2 separate regions of the Sus scrofa genome follow, and region 2 is linked to region 1. A link is a contact called in public Hi-C data. All regions are on one chromosome and are shown on one strand. Each heading gives the region's core, a stretch centred on a gene start, on an enhancer-like site or on the middle of the called end of the contact. The rest is flanking DNA. Distances are from core to core; before and after follow the strand shown.

Evidence for each region. Hi-C and Micro-C count contacts between places; a contact is called where the count stands out from the background.
Region 2: a Hi-C map of liver shows a contact between it and region 1, with 3 times the contacts expected there. The contact joins the promoter of GLO1 here to the promoter of BTBD9 in region 1. A contact is called at or near these places in 7 of 47 Hi-C or Micro-C datasets (alveolar macrophages, blood, fetal heart ventricle and 3 more) and 1 of 2 datasets of contacts at active chromatin or transcription factors (alveolar macrophages).

The regions. Positions count from the first base shown.
Region 1 is chr7:34,118,460-34,124,827 of Sscrofa11.1, forward strand. It overlaps BTBD9 (BTB domain containing 9), which reads right to left and starts at 4,138. Exons shown (of 12, transcript NM_001243303.1): 1 at 4,069-4,138. LOC110261680 (a long non-coding RNA gene) reads left to right here and starts at 4,422. Exons shown (of 5, transcript XR_002346133.1): 1 at 4,422-5,017.
Region 2 is chr7:34,180,794-34,187,161 of Sscrofa11.1, forward strand. It overlaps GLO1 (lactoylglutathione lyase), which reads right to left and starts at 2,767. Exons shown (of 6, transcript XM_001927957.5): 1 at 2,588-2,767. The coding sequence starts at 2,671.

The DNA.
Region 1 (6,368 bases), core at 2,888-5,387:
CCTCATAAACACCACTTACTCAAGCTAGACATGTCACCTTTGACTTCTCTGTCTCACCTCCAGCTGTTCAAAACATTTAGAAATTTTAACATCTAAAATATCTCTACAAGCCACCCATTCCCACTGTCTCTCTTCAGGCTCCCAGCCTCTCTCACCTGCATCCTACCTGGTCTCCCAACCTCTCCTTTGTCATGCAATTCTGCATATGAAACTGCCAGTTAATGTTTTGATTATTCTATCTTCCAAAGCTCTCCATCACCAACACAGAGGTAGAGTTAGAAGGAGGGAGTCTAGGTTTTTTGGAATGGAGGGCCCACTTATAATTTAGCTCCAACTATCCCTTGCCAGCATCATCACTTCTGCCATACAAGAAGCCTACAAAAAACAATCCAAGGTTTTCCAAAACTCTCATTCAATTTCAACATTTGGCAACTTTGTCTATGCTCTCCTCTCTGCCTGGAATGACTGCTTTCCCTTTCCTACATCGCAAAATACGAGTTCAACTTCAGGGCTAAGTTCCACCCTCTTATATTTAAAGTTTTCCCCAACTCTATAATTCATCCCCCTGCCAAAGTGACTACTCCTTCAGCATTTTATTCATCCCAAAAGTGGTAACTTTTTTCTTTTAGGGCCCCACCTGCAGCACATGGAAGTTGCCAGCCTAGGGGTCGAGTAGGAGCTGCAGTGAGAGAGGCCAGTGATCAAACTCGCGTTCTAGTGGATACTAGTCAGGTTCTTACCCCGCTGAGCCAACTCCAGTAACACTTTTTTTTAATTGAAGTGTGGCTGATTTACAATGCTGTGTTTAAAAGTGATGAACCTGGAGTTCCTCTTGTGGCTCAGCAGTACTGAATCTGTCTAGTATCTATGAGGATGCAGGTATGATCCTTGGCCCCAATCAGAGGGTTAAGGACCCAGCATTGCTGTGAGCTGCAGTGTAGGGGTGTAGGTTGGCGGCTACAGCTCCAATTCAACCCCCAGCCTGGGAACTTCCATATGCTGCAGACCCTAAAAAGACAAAAAAAAAAAAAAGAGTGATGAACTCTTCTCATAAAAATTATGATTAGTGTTTGTCTCCTCTCATGAATTCCTGGTAACTCAGGTATACTGCATTTTATTCTTTGTCTTCCTAGCCAGCACCCAATAAATATTTGCTGAGTTATTAAATAATGCAACATTTGGTGTTGCAACATTACAAAGGTTGGCAATACAACTTCAGGTTTATGCAACAGTCAAAAGAATGCTCACTTAACAAAAGATGAAGACTAAGGGTTCAATATTTAGCAACAGCACCTTTAACTTTCTCAAATCTTTTTGTCAATATTTTTGAGCACCCTTTCTTCAAATGACCCTTTTCCAGCTAACATTATTTGTATTTTTACAAGGTCAGCGGTAACTACAAACTTCATAGGCCACTAAAGGAGATAATCCTAAGCAAAACTGTGTCACCGAGAGTGGCTGGATAATTGCTTTGGGTACATCATTTCAGGAAATTTCCAATGGATCAGCCCAAGCACATCAGGTAGATTTTAGAAATGAGGACATGCGCTGCTGACTAAGTACAGAAGATACAGACACATTAGTGAGGCATTTATTCTAATTAGTAACTGAAATCAGAGGTATATTGTACCTCTGATTTGGTTCAACTACAGTATTTGGTTCAATCTGATTCTGGTTTAACTACAATATCCTTTCATTTTAAGTAAAGATAACACTTAGTCTTGTCTAAGACTCTACTTTGAGTAACACAACTCCCACCCCTCTCAAGCAGGCTCTATCTTGTTATCAGTGGAATGGTGATAAACCTGCCTTAGTCTTAATACTTGCCCTTCCCCACCTGCTAAACCTTATCTTCCCAAATCTCCCCTATCAGAGACTTCTGCTCCACTCATAGGACATGTAAAGTGCCTCAATATATCACCCAATGACCAAATTCACAGTTTTCTCAACATACGACTATCTCTTCTCTAAGAGAAATTTCACACTTCTTTCAAAGACAAGATCAGGAGTTCCAAATCGTTAACAAATCCGACTAGGAACCATGAGGTTGCGGGTTCAATCCCTAGCCTTGCTCAGTGGGTTAAGGATCCGGCATTGCCATGAGCTGTGGTGTAGGTTGCAGACTCAGCTTGGATCCCGAGTTGCTGTGGCTCTGGCATAGACCGGTGGCTACAGCTCCGATTAGACCCCTAGCCTGGGAACCTCCATATGCCACAGGACAGCCAAAAAAAAAAAAAAAAGAAAATCCAGGAACACTGGCACCCAGCTTCCCAAAGAAGACAGAAGTCTAGTTCTCTGCCCTAGAAAAGGCAAAAAAAAAAAAAAAAGAAAGAAAAAGAAAAATGACAAAGACAAGATCAAATCTTACCTCTCCCAAAGAATTCACTCACTCAGCCCACAAGTCTTATCTCTTCTAAACTTCTACTACACTCAAAAGTATAGCATTTCACATAACACCTGTTTACACACCTCATTTGGTTTCATAATTATATTACATGTTTTATTTTCCTAGCTAGACTGTTTGCTTTTAAAGGGGGAAAAAAAAAAAAACAGGTCTTTTATGTCATTTGTAATCCCACAATCCTCTTCCCACATATAGCATAATAACGGGCAGAGGGGACAAAGGTATTAACTACTTGAAGGACTGAGTTAAATGCTTGCTATACACTGACCCATGACTTATCCGTGGTGTCATATATAATAAATATTTATTACGTGCCTATCCTGTGGCAGGCACTTTCGTAGGTACTAGAGATATGGCCCTGAAGAAAACAAACATGATTTCTGTCCTAAAAGGTATTGTATTTCAGCGCGCAAGATACTGAATTCCAAGTAACGGAGCAAGGTTGTCACTGGTTCCAAGATGAAAGAACCTCAAGCAACATACTTTACAGATCCTCAGTGATGCAACTGAATCACAGAATTTTAACGCTAAATGGAAAGTTACAAGTTGTTTTTTTTTAATTTCCTGCACAAATCATGATTAAATGTCAGTATAGTCTCTTTCTGCCGGTTCTAGGCACTGCCTTCATCAACAGTCAGAAAAGGCTGACTGCTTTTCTACCTCCCATACTCCATTCTCCCAAGCATGGTCACTACACCCATCACACATCTACCCACGAGGGAGTCCAGCGCATCAAGAAGAAAGCACTGGACTGATAATTAGCTGCACCTTTCCAATCAAGCTTGTAAGACCATCTACATTTTCTAGCCCACACGCCGAACAGAATCTGTATTTTCTGCCTAGTAAACAGCAAGCCTCCATTACTTTTAAGAAAAACAAAAACCACCGCCTCCACACTTCCTTGGCCCTAATAATGACAGAAGAGCAACATAGTTTAGGGAAATAAAACAGGTGATTTGAGTATAGGAAGAAGAACCATAGATGGCTATCTGTCCCTTGGCTTCAAAATCTGCAGCAACAATGTGATAAAAATGCTCAGGGCCGCCAAAGTTTTGTGCGTGCATTAAACACGTGCACACACCCATGAAGTTGGAAACACCAGGCAACAGGTTGGCCGCCCCCTCTACACTGACAGATCGCCTTCCCCAGGTCGTGGGTGTGTCTGATGCCGCACGCAGGCACAGATTCACAACTCTCTCCATAACAACCCTCTCCTCCTCGGGGCCCAGCCAGGGCAGGGGCGTTGAAGGCCCCAGCAATGCCAAACTTTCCGAACCCCAATCACAGCGTCCCCGGTTCCGCCTCGGCCAGGTCTCGAGGGGCAGCAGGTGAGGCTACTCCGGGAACCCGGGCTTCTCGGGATTCCGACTTCTCGGTCCGAAGCCTGGCAGAGCCACCCCGAACCACCGCCCCACCCCGACGCCTGCTCCCCACGACACCTTTCAGGACTAAAGAGGCTTCGCTGATCCCCGGCTGCCGCTTGCCAGAGCGCCCGCGCCCAAGAATTGACCCTCGTCAGCCCCCGTCCCCGCTCTGTCCCCGCTCCTTCCCCGCCCCCGGAGAAAGCGGCTGCGGGGCATGGAGGGGAGCGCGTCCCCGCGCCCCGGGCCCGCGCAGCAGGTGCGGCCAGGCCCCACCTCCCCAGCGAGGCCGCGGCTACTCACTCCCACGATGTTCCTCTGCGACCTCGCCGCGGGCACAGACGCCTCTTCCGCCCGCTTCGCACCCCCCTCGTAGCCACCGCCCCCTCGGCCGCTGCCGTCACCGCCGTCCTCGCCACCGCCGCCGCCGCGGCGCGCGTCCGCTCTCACGCACACCGCCGTGGCCGCGCACGCGCCTCTGCGCGCTGGCGTCACTTAGCAACCGATCGGTGGCGGGCCCGCGGGATCCGGGGATTTAGGACCCGGAGTTACCTCCCGCGGGTTTTGCGGCTTACCCCACCCGCGAGACCCGCTGCCCTCTAGAGTAGGGGGCCCCAGGGTGTGGCCGTCCTGCCGGCACCTGGCTCAGGGTAAGTCATGTCAGTGTACGTCACTGTTTGGCGTAACTGATTGCGTCACTGCAAGTGGGAAGGTCCCTGTCGCAATCGCTGGGGCGCCCGTGGAAAGAGCAGCGGCCTTGTCCAGAGTTGGGAGGACACCACGGCCAGTTCTGCAGCGTTCAGGAAGTCTCTCCAAAGACTGGGACCAGAAGGGGCTGAGTGCACGGCTAATGTGGAAGACCGCTGAATGACACTCGTTCACTAGCAGCAGCGTGTGACGGACCTGGCCTAATTCCCCAGACTGTTTCCTCATTTTATAAATGAGGATAACTACCCATTCTGCCTACGTTGGAGAATTGTGCGGCTAAAAGAAAATAATGTATGCAAAGGTGTTTTTAAAGTATAAGGCTCACTGGACTTTAAAACATCTTTTTTATAAGAGAAAACAGTCGGGCAAGAGCAGTTAAGAGCCTGGACTTTGGAGTCAGGGAAACCTAGGTACAAATCTGATCCTGCTTGTTGGACAGTCAATTCTGCTTGATCTGTGGGCAAACTGGAGGTCCGGGGTGTGGGGATTTGGAGACAATAACTGGAAAGCATGCTTAATTCCAGACAAAGTTTCGTGAGTAAAGGTATGCAAGTGAAAATGGACAGAAAGAGCAAAGCTTGAGGCAGAAGACCATTACGAGGTCATAGCTGTACTCCACATAAGAAGTGGTCAGAGGCTTAACCAAAGCATTGGCAGTGGGAATAGGCAGAGGAAGGGATAGAGGTGAGCACTGTTGAGGTAGTAGAGTTGACAGCACTGAGTGAGGGAAAGACAAGTAGGCCAAGTTTCTAGTATGGGTGCCGGGGTAAATGGTGGGGACATTTAACAAGATGTGAAGAAGAATGAGTCTAAGTTATCTACAAGTTTCTTTCTTTTTTTTTTTTTTTTTTTTTTGTCTTTTTGCCTTTTCTAGGGCCACTTCCGAGGCATATGGAGGTTCCCAGGCTAGGGGTCTAATTGGAACTGTAGCCACTGGCCTATGCCAGAGCCACAGCAATGCGGGATCCGTGCCACATCTTCGACCTACACCACAGCTCAAGGCAATGCTGGATCCATAACCCACTGAGCAAGGCCAGGGACTGAACCCGAAACCTCATGGTTCCTAGTCAGATTCCGTTAACCACTGAGGATTCGTTAACCACTGTGCCACGATGGGAACGTCTATAAGTTTCTGATCTAAGGTACTAGATAATAACAGTGACAGTCCGAGGAGGATGATCAGATTTGTGGGATATGATGATAAGTTCAAAAATGGATATGTTGGGGAAACATTTATTCTTCACTCATCATGTTTCCTTCAATACAAAGTAACATTCATTTGTACATAATATAATCCTGGCTTCTCACTGCACCTGCCTCCAGCTCACTCCTCGCTGGAGCAGTGATTTCCTGGCTGATGAAATTAAAAGGAGAAAATGGATATGTGTAGCCCATACCATTTTTTCTTCTTAAAGCTTCTGGAGTCCCCTCATGGCCCAGCAGGTTAAGGATTCAGTGTTGTACTGCTGTGGCTCCAGTCACTGCTGTGGCACAGGTTCAGTCCCTGACCCAGGAGCTATCACATGCTGTGGGTGTAGCCAAAAAAAAAAAAAAAGAAAGAAAGAAAAAAGAAAAGAAGAAAAGAAAGCTTCCATTAGGGAAATTTGTGTTCTCTGATTCACCAGGAGCAGGGCCTAGGGGTGGGATTGAGGGTGCCTAGTCCAGGAATACAAGTTAGTAAAGCTATTTTTTTTTTTTTTTTTGTCTTTCTAGGGCTGCACCCATAGCATATGGAGGTTCCCAGTCTGGGGGAGGGGGGGGTCAAATCAGAGCTACAGCTGCCAGCCTACGCCAGAACCACAGCAACGCCAGATCCGAGCCATGTCTGCGACCTACATCACAGCTCACGGCAATGCCAGATCCTTAACCCACTGAGCAAGGTCAGGGATCAAACC
Region 2 (6,368 bases), core at 1,517-4,016, 61 kb after region 1:
GACTTTTTACCACCACTGCTGTCTCCTTTCCAAGCCAGACCTTATCACTTATCTCACCTTCTGGAAGAGACTTTTAGGTGTCCTTATCACCTCCAGGATTGGATCCCACAATTCTAGGCTACAGAATGATTTGAAACCCTGAACGGTTCACAAACTATATAAAATACAATTTCCTTATAAGTGACATTCAAAGCTCTCTTCATAATTTAGCTCCAACCTACCACTCTATAGTCTCCTCCACTACTGCTCCACTGCTTAGAAATAACCTGAACTCAAAACACATCACTCACCTCTCCAGAACATGCTCCACACTGCATCTTTGTGCCATCTCACTGCATTTTTGCTCAAAGTTTCCCCCACCTAGCGTGCCCTCCCATGTGAGGGCCTGGGCTCACTTTCACCTTCTGCTTGATGCACTCCCTGACACTCACAGTTGAAATACAACCTTGAATTGTATTGCTTTTCATAGTTTAGAGGACATCAATACGTTTTCTCTTAATGCTGCTTTTACGAACTCAGCCCGAGTGCCCTACTAAGATCACTGCAGACAGTGACAGAACAGGGGATTCAAACCTAAGTCTCTAGACTCCAAATACCCTGAGCATACATCATACCACAAATGCTATCTTTGAAAAATCTCAACCTCCTGTGCTCCCATGGCACTTTAATTTTTATTCTATTTTACTTTTGATGCTGCCATTGCATACAAAAGCTCCCGGGCCAGGGATCCATCCTGCGCCAGAGCAGCAATTCAAGCCACAGTAGTGACAATGCTGGATCCTTAATCCGCTAAGCCACATGGGAACTCCTTACAGCACTTTATATTTTCAATAGCACATAATCTTAGTTCCATTTTAGGTTAGAGGGTATGTTTGGTGAAGGGAGGAACTTCATCTTGTTCATCCCAGTATCTCCCAAGGTGCCTACCAAGCTCTTTGCAAGTGAACAGTGATCAGATGGAGTGAATTCACTTAGGTTTAACATTTTTTTACTTTTCTTCATGTCAGGTTCCAAAATTACTGCTGTAGTTAGTACTCTAGAAACAGAACAGGGTGGAAGCTAGGAGTGTGGACTTCTTCTTGGGCAAACTACTCAACACCTCTGTGCCACTGCCTCCTTATATGTAAAATGTAGATAATTATGTCTTCCTCACAGGGTTGTTGTGAGGATTAAATCAAGTAATGTACTTAAAATAACAAACCAGGGCCCGACACATTCAACATATGTATCAGCTACTACTACATACTCCTTTTATGTTCCCCACGTGGTGCCTCAAAAAATGCCTAAGGCCATAAAAGTTACTCCAAATAAAAAAAAATGAGATTGTATGCAGTGTAAATTAAGAATGCAAGGAACTAACTATATTCAATCAATTTTATAAAGCTAGCCTTGAAATCCGTTGTTTTTTTTTTTTAAATAGTCTAGTACATAAAAAGCTCAGTTATCTGGAACATTAATTTACTCTGACTCTACATTATGTGAAATAACTAGGTATTAACATTAGAGAGTATAAAAGTAAAATGAATGTGAGAAGAAATATATATATATATTTACTTCTTTCCCCTTTAATTTTGCAGTGACTAACATTTTTCCTAAGCTAAGTACTACCAGGTGCTAGTCAAAGGCTTTAGCAATTAGAAATGTCTGAAGCTTCACCCTGCAGGCAAAGAACAAGTAGGGACTAAAGTCACCTACTGGTTTTAGAGGTCCGTACAATGCACTAACCGATCTCCAAGGCATTTAGAACTTCCTGAGTCAAATGAATAATACTAAGGCGTTTACTGATAGTGCTGAGGACTTTGGGGTAAACCTCCGGAGCGGCTGCTGGGTTTAATCTTGACAATTCACGGAGGCACCACGCCCGAGCGAGTTACACTGACTCACCACAGACACGTTAAGCAAGCTGAAGGGATGAAAGCCTTCATCTACAACTGGTCATTCCTTTTACTGAGTCTCAGCTGCAAAGCGACGGTCAGTGAAGGAATTTCTAAGATTCCCTTCGGATCTAAGCTCTGCGATTCTGCGGTCTCCTGAGGCCACAGCACAAGTGCGGCCGAAAGCGACCGTAAAGGCCAATCGAAAGCCAAACTGTGGGCGCGGTTAAAGTCAGGAGCCATGAATTGGTTTGCAGGAGTTAAACCCGGAGCCAGGACAGTTACAGAAAAATGACCCAGGCTGGGAGGGACCGGCCCGTAACCTTCGAACCTAGACTGGAGGTCTGAAACTGCTCCTCTTACCAGCCCTGGCTACTGACCTAGGGAACATGCACACACACAGACAAGGGCTCTGATCCTGGCTCAGCCGTGGTTTCCAGTTACCATCCCAAACCAAACAAATCAAAGGAGGGTCGCGCGCGGTCTTTTAAAAAAACTTCAAGAGACGGATCATCCCCCTTTGGACACTACTGGCTCTCTTCCCAGCCCACTCCGGTCAGCCCAAAGCGGGCGGAGCTGCAGGGGTGGCCAGACGGTATTCGAATCACCCAGCCCAAGCTGGGCCTGGCTGAGCCCGGGGATCTGCTCCCTTCAGGGGGCCCCAGTCGCGCCACGCAGGGCTTCGACTCTGGAGAATTAGGTACTGCGCCCACCTTGGTGCTGGGGTCCGGGTCGGAGCAGCAGGCGAGGGCAGCCTCGTCGGTGAGGCCGCTGGACGCGAGCTGCGGTTCTGCCATGGCTAATTGCGTATCACCGAAGACGGTCCCCGAGAATGCAGCAGCCTCCCACAGCCGCCCCAAGCTCCCTCTAACCAGCGACCACGCGACGGCGCGGCAGGGCGGGTGGCTGCTGACTTTCAGCCAATAGCTGCGCGGAGAGCAAATTCGCTTTCTGCTGATTGGGTTCCAGTGAGTGAGCGCCTCCGGCCACAGGTCTGCGCCCAAGACTACAATGCCCAAGGTGCCTTGCGTGTGATGGAGGCAAGCTTGAGGTAAAACAGAAAAACAAACAAAAAAACGCTGCCAGCTTGAAAGCGCGGTTCTCTCAGTTGCTTGATGACCCAATTTTGATTCTGTTTAACTGTTAAAGTTCAGTAACTACTATACCTCAGGGCTGCAAAGTGCTAGGAAGTAGGAATCTGGTGGAAAGAGAATGGGGAGTTATAATTTTTAAATGATAAGGATCCAAAAGTATTCTCTCAGTTTAAGCGGCACGGGATAATTAAAACAACTCTGACTTTGTCAAAAACCTTGGTTCAGGTTTTGGTTCCAATATTTATTAGTTCTAGAATCTTGGAATATTTACCGACCCTTCTCTGAGCTTCCTTGCAGGATTTTGGTGAGGATCACAGGATATTTGTTATGATTTCACTACTATCTAAATGTCCATAACTTGCAGTGTGTTTTATGTTAATTATACTAGGGCATATATTTTAACCGTGTTCAAGCGTTGGTTTGAATGAGGAGCAACGTTTGGTAGCGGAAATTTAAATTATTATAAACACTTTGGAAAATAACTTGACAGCATCCAGAAGTTAAAGATAACACATCCTAGGATCCACTATTAAGTATATATCCTAGAGGATTATTGTGCCTATACTCTAAGTATAAGAAACAAGGTTGAATTAAAAAAAAAATAGGTGAAGCCGAAATGTCCAAAGTAAGAAAATAGTTTATTTTCATACAGTGGAATAATATACGTAAGTGAAAATTAATGAATGTGGGGGACATATTTCAACATTGATAAATCTTAGAAATAGAAATGAAATAATTAATGTTATATAAGAATTCATATGATCAATACAATTTTTGCTAAGCTTTAAACTCTGCAGTGATATAATGTATTGCTTAGAGCTAAATATACATCCAGTAATGGCATCAGGAAGTGCCTGGGAATAAACAACTCCATTCAGGAACATGATTTCCTCTGTGCAGCAATGAAGGAAGCCAAAGAGGAGGGATACACTTGGGCTTTAAATGTTTTGACATTGTTTTACAGCTTAAGCTGGATGTTGGGTAAATGGATAGTTGTATTATTCTTTATACCTCTCTGTGTATCTTAAATATGTATAAAATACTTTTTAAAAGCTTAAAAGTAGTAAGTGCCACATACAGAAACAAAAGGGAAGATGGCAGTAGTGGGGAAGGAATAGTTTAGAATAGTCAGTATTTTGGAAGGCACAAATTCCAAATATGGTCTAGAAGTGGTTCTTTTCTTTTGTTTTCTTTTTTTTGGCCATGCCCACAACATCCAGAAATTCTCAGGCCAGGGACTGAACCTGAGCCACCACAGTGACAACACTGAGTCCTTAACCAATAGGCCACCAGGGAACTCCAGAAGTGTTTCCTTTTTGGTAGCAGGGCTATTAGTTTCCTAGAACTGATGTAAAAAATTTCCAAAAATTTGGTGGCTTAAAACAACCAAAATTTACTCTCTCACAATTCTGGAAGCTAGAAGTGTGAAATCAAGTTGTTGGCAGGGCTATACTCTCTCTCTGAAGGCTCCAGGGAAGAATACTTTCTCGCCTCTTCCAGCTTTTGGTGGTTCCACATGTTCCCTGGTTTGTGGCATTATAACGCTAGTCTCTGCCTTGGGCTTCATATGGCCTTCTTCACCGGATCTGAAATCTCTTTCCTCTTCCTCTTCTAAGGACACTAGTCAGAGGATTAAGGGCCCACAGTAGACCCAGGGTGATCTCACCTTGAGGTCCTTACTACATTTGCAAAGACACCATTTTCAGACAAGGTCACATTCACAGACAGACAGGTGCCAGAAGTTAAGTCTTGGACATAGTTTTTTTTTTTGAAGGGACACCATTCAACCCACTGCAAGGTACATATACCTTTTTTTTTTTTTTTTTCATTTTCGTTTGTAAAATTAAGATTAGGAGATCTATTCAGGGTATGTTTAAGACTTTTTTTTTTTAATGGCCACACCCATGACATATGGAAGTTCCTAGGCTGGGGTTGGAATCCTAGCAGCAGCTGGGGCAATGCCAGATCCTTTAACTCACTGTACCAGCAGGGGGTCAAACCCATACCGCCACAGTGACCTGAGCCGCTGCAGTCAGGTTCTTAACCCACTGAGCCACAGTGGGAACTCCTGTTTAAAACAATTTTATGGCAGAGTTCAGTTTCCTTAAGGAACATCATTTCATTATTTGCTTTGGTTCCTTTTTTTTTTTTACCTAAATAGAATGGACAGCTAAACAGGGTATAAGTGTACTGTTCAGCCATAAACCAGTTATCCTGGAAGCTTGAAGAATTAACTGTGGATAGTTAAAAATCAGTATTTATATTTTACATGAATGGCTGGCTGTGTTATTTGATAACACGATAATAACAAGATCACATGACTATGTTAGGACAATTATAACAGCAAATATTGATAATCTGTATGCTTTAATTGCACATTACCAACAACATCTAGACATTTCCAATTGCTTATCTTGACATTTTTATTTCTGTCAATAGTATCATCTTTCCCTCAGTCAATGAGGCTTGAAACCAAACATTACAGAGGTATAGATTTTTGTAATAGGAAAGGAACTTAGAGATCATCTTATCTCCTGCATTTTATTTTACAAATGAGGACAACCAGGACTAGAGCACTTTTACAATATGAATTTCAGAACTAATTAGTTGAGTTATTGAGTAGCACAGTCCAGGGCTAACATGCAGATCCCCTGATTACCAGTTCGGTGTATTTTTTTCCTGTACTACACACACTAATACTAATAATACTAACAATAACTAGCATTGATTAAACCATTACCATGTACTGCTGTACTAAGTGTTTCTGTGTACATTCCCTCACTATATTTTCAGGGACATTTAGTTCTCAGGCTCTTGGGCAGTCTAACCATTTAATGTTTTATATATGCTACACAGTGCTTTCTTTCTATTAAGCATCAAGAAAACTCTATGGAAGGTATACTTTTCCCACTTTTCAGGCATCCTCAGGTGTGCTATTATTTGGCAGTATTCTATGAACCTAGTTTTTTGCTAGACTTAATGAAACTACTGCATGGACCATCATGCTAACAAACTTAATACTGTAATACACATTTTTAGGAAAAAAACCTCTGTCCACAGCAGAGATAATGCCAGATCCTTAATCTGCTGAGCCACCAGGGAACTCCTAGTATTATTTTTTTAGAATATATTTTCAAAAGAGGAATTTGTAGGTTAAGGCATACAGATGTATATAATGCTCTTTAAAGGATATGATATTCTGTAATTTGTATACTATATCGGAATATACAGATATACTCCTGACTGGGAAGATGGCAGGGGTTAAACCTGCCACAACCTCATACGTGTCAAAAATAGGTGGCGAGAGACCCTTTATTACTCACAGCCCAATTAACAGGAGTATCACATGGGAGGCCAGTGCTGGGCAACGATATGGGCCCAGATGCACGCAGTGGATTGT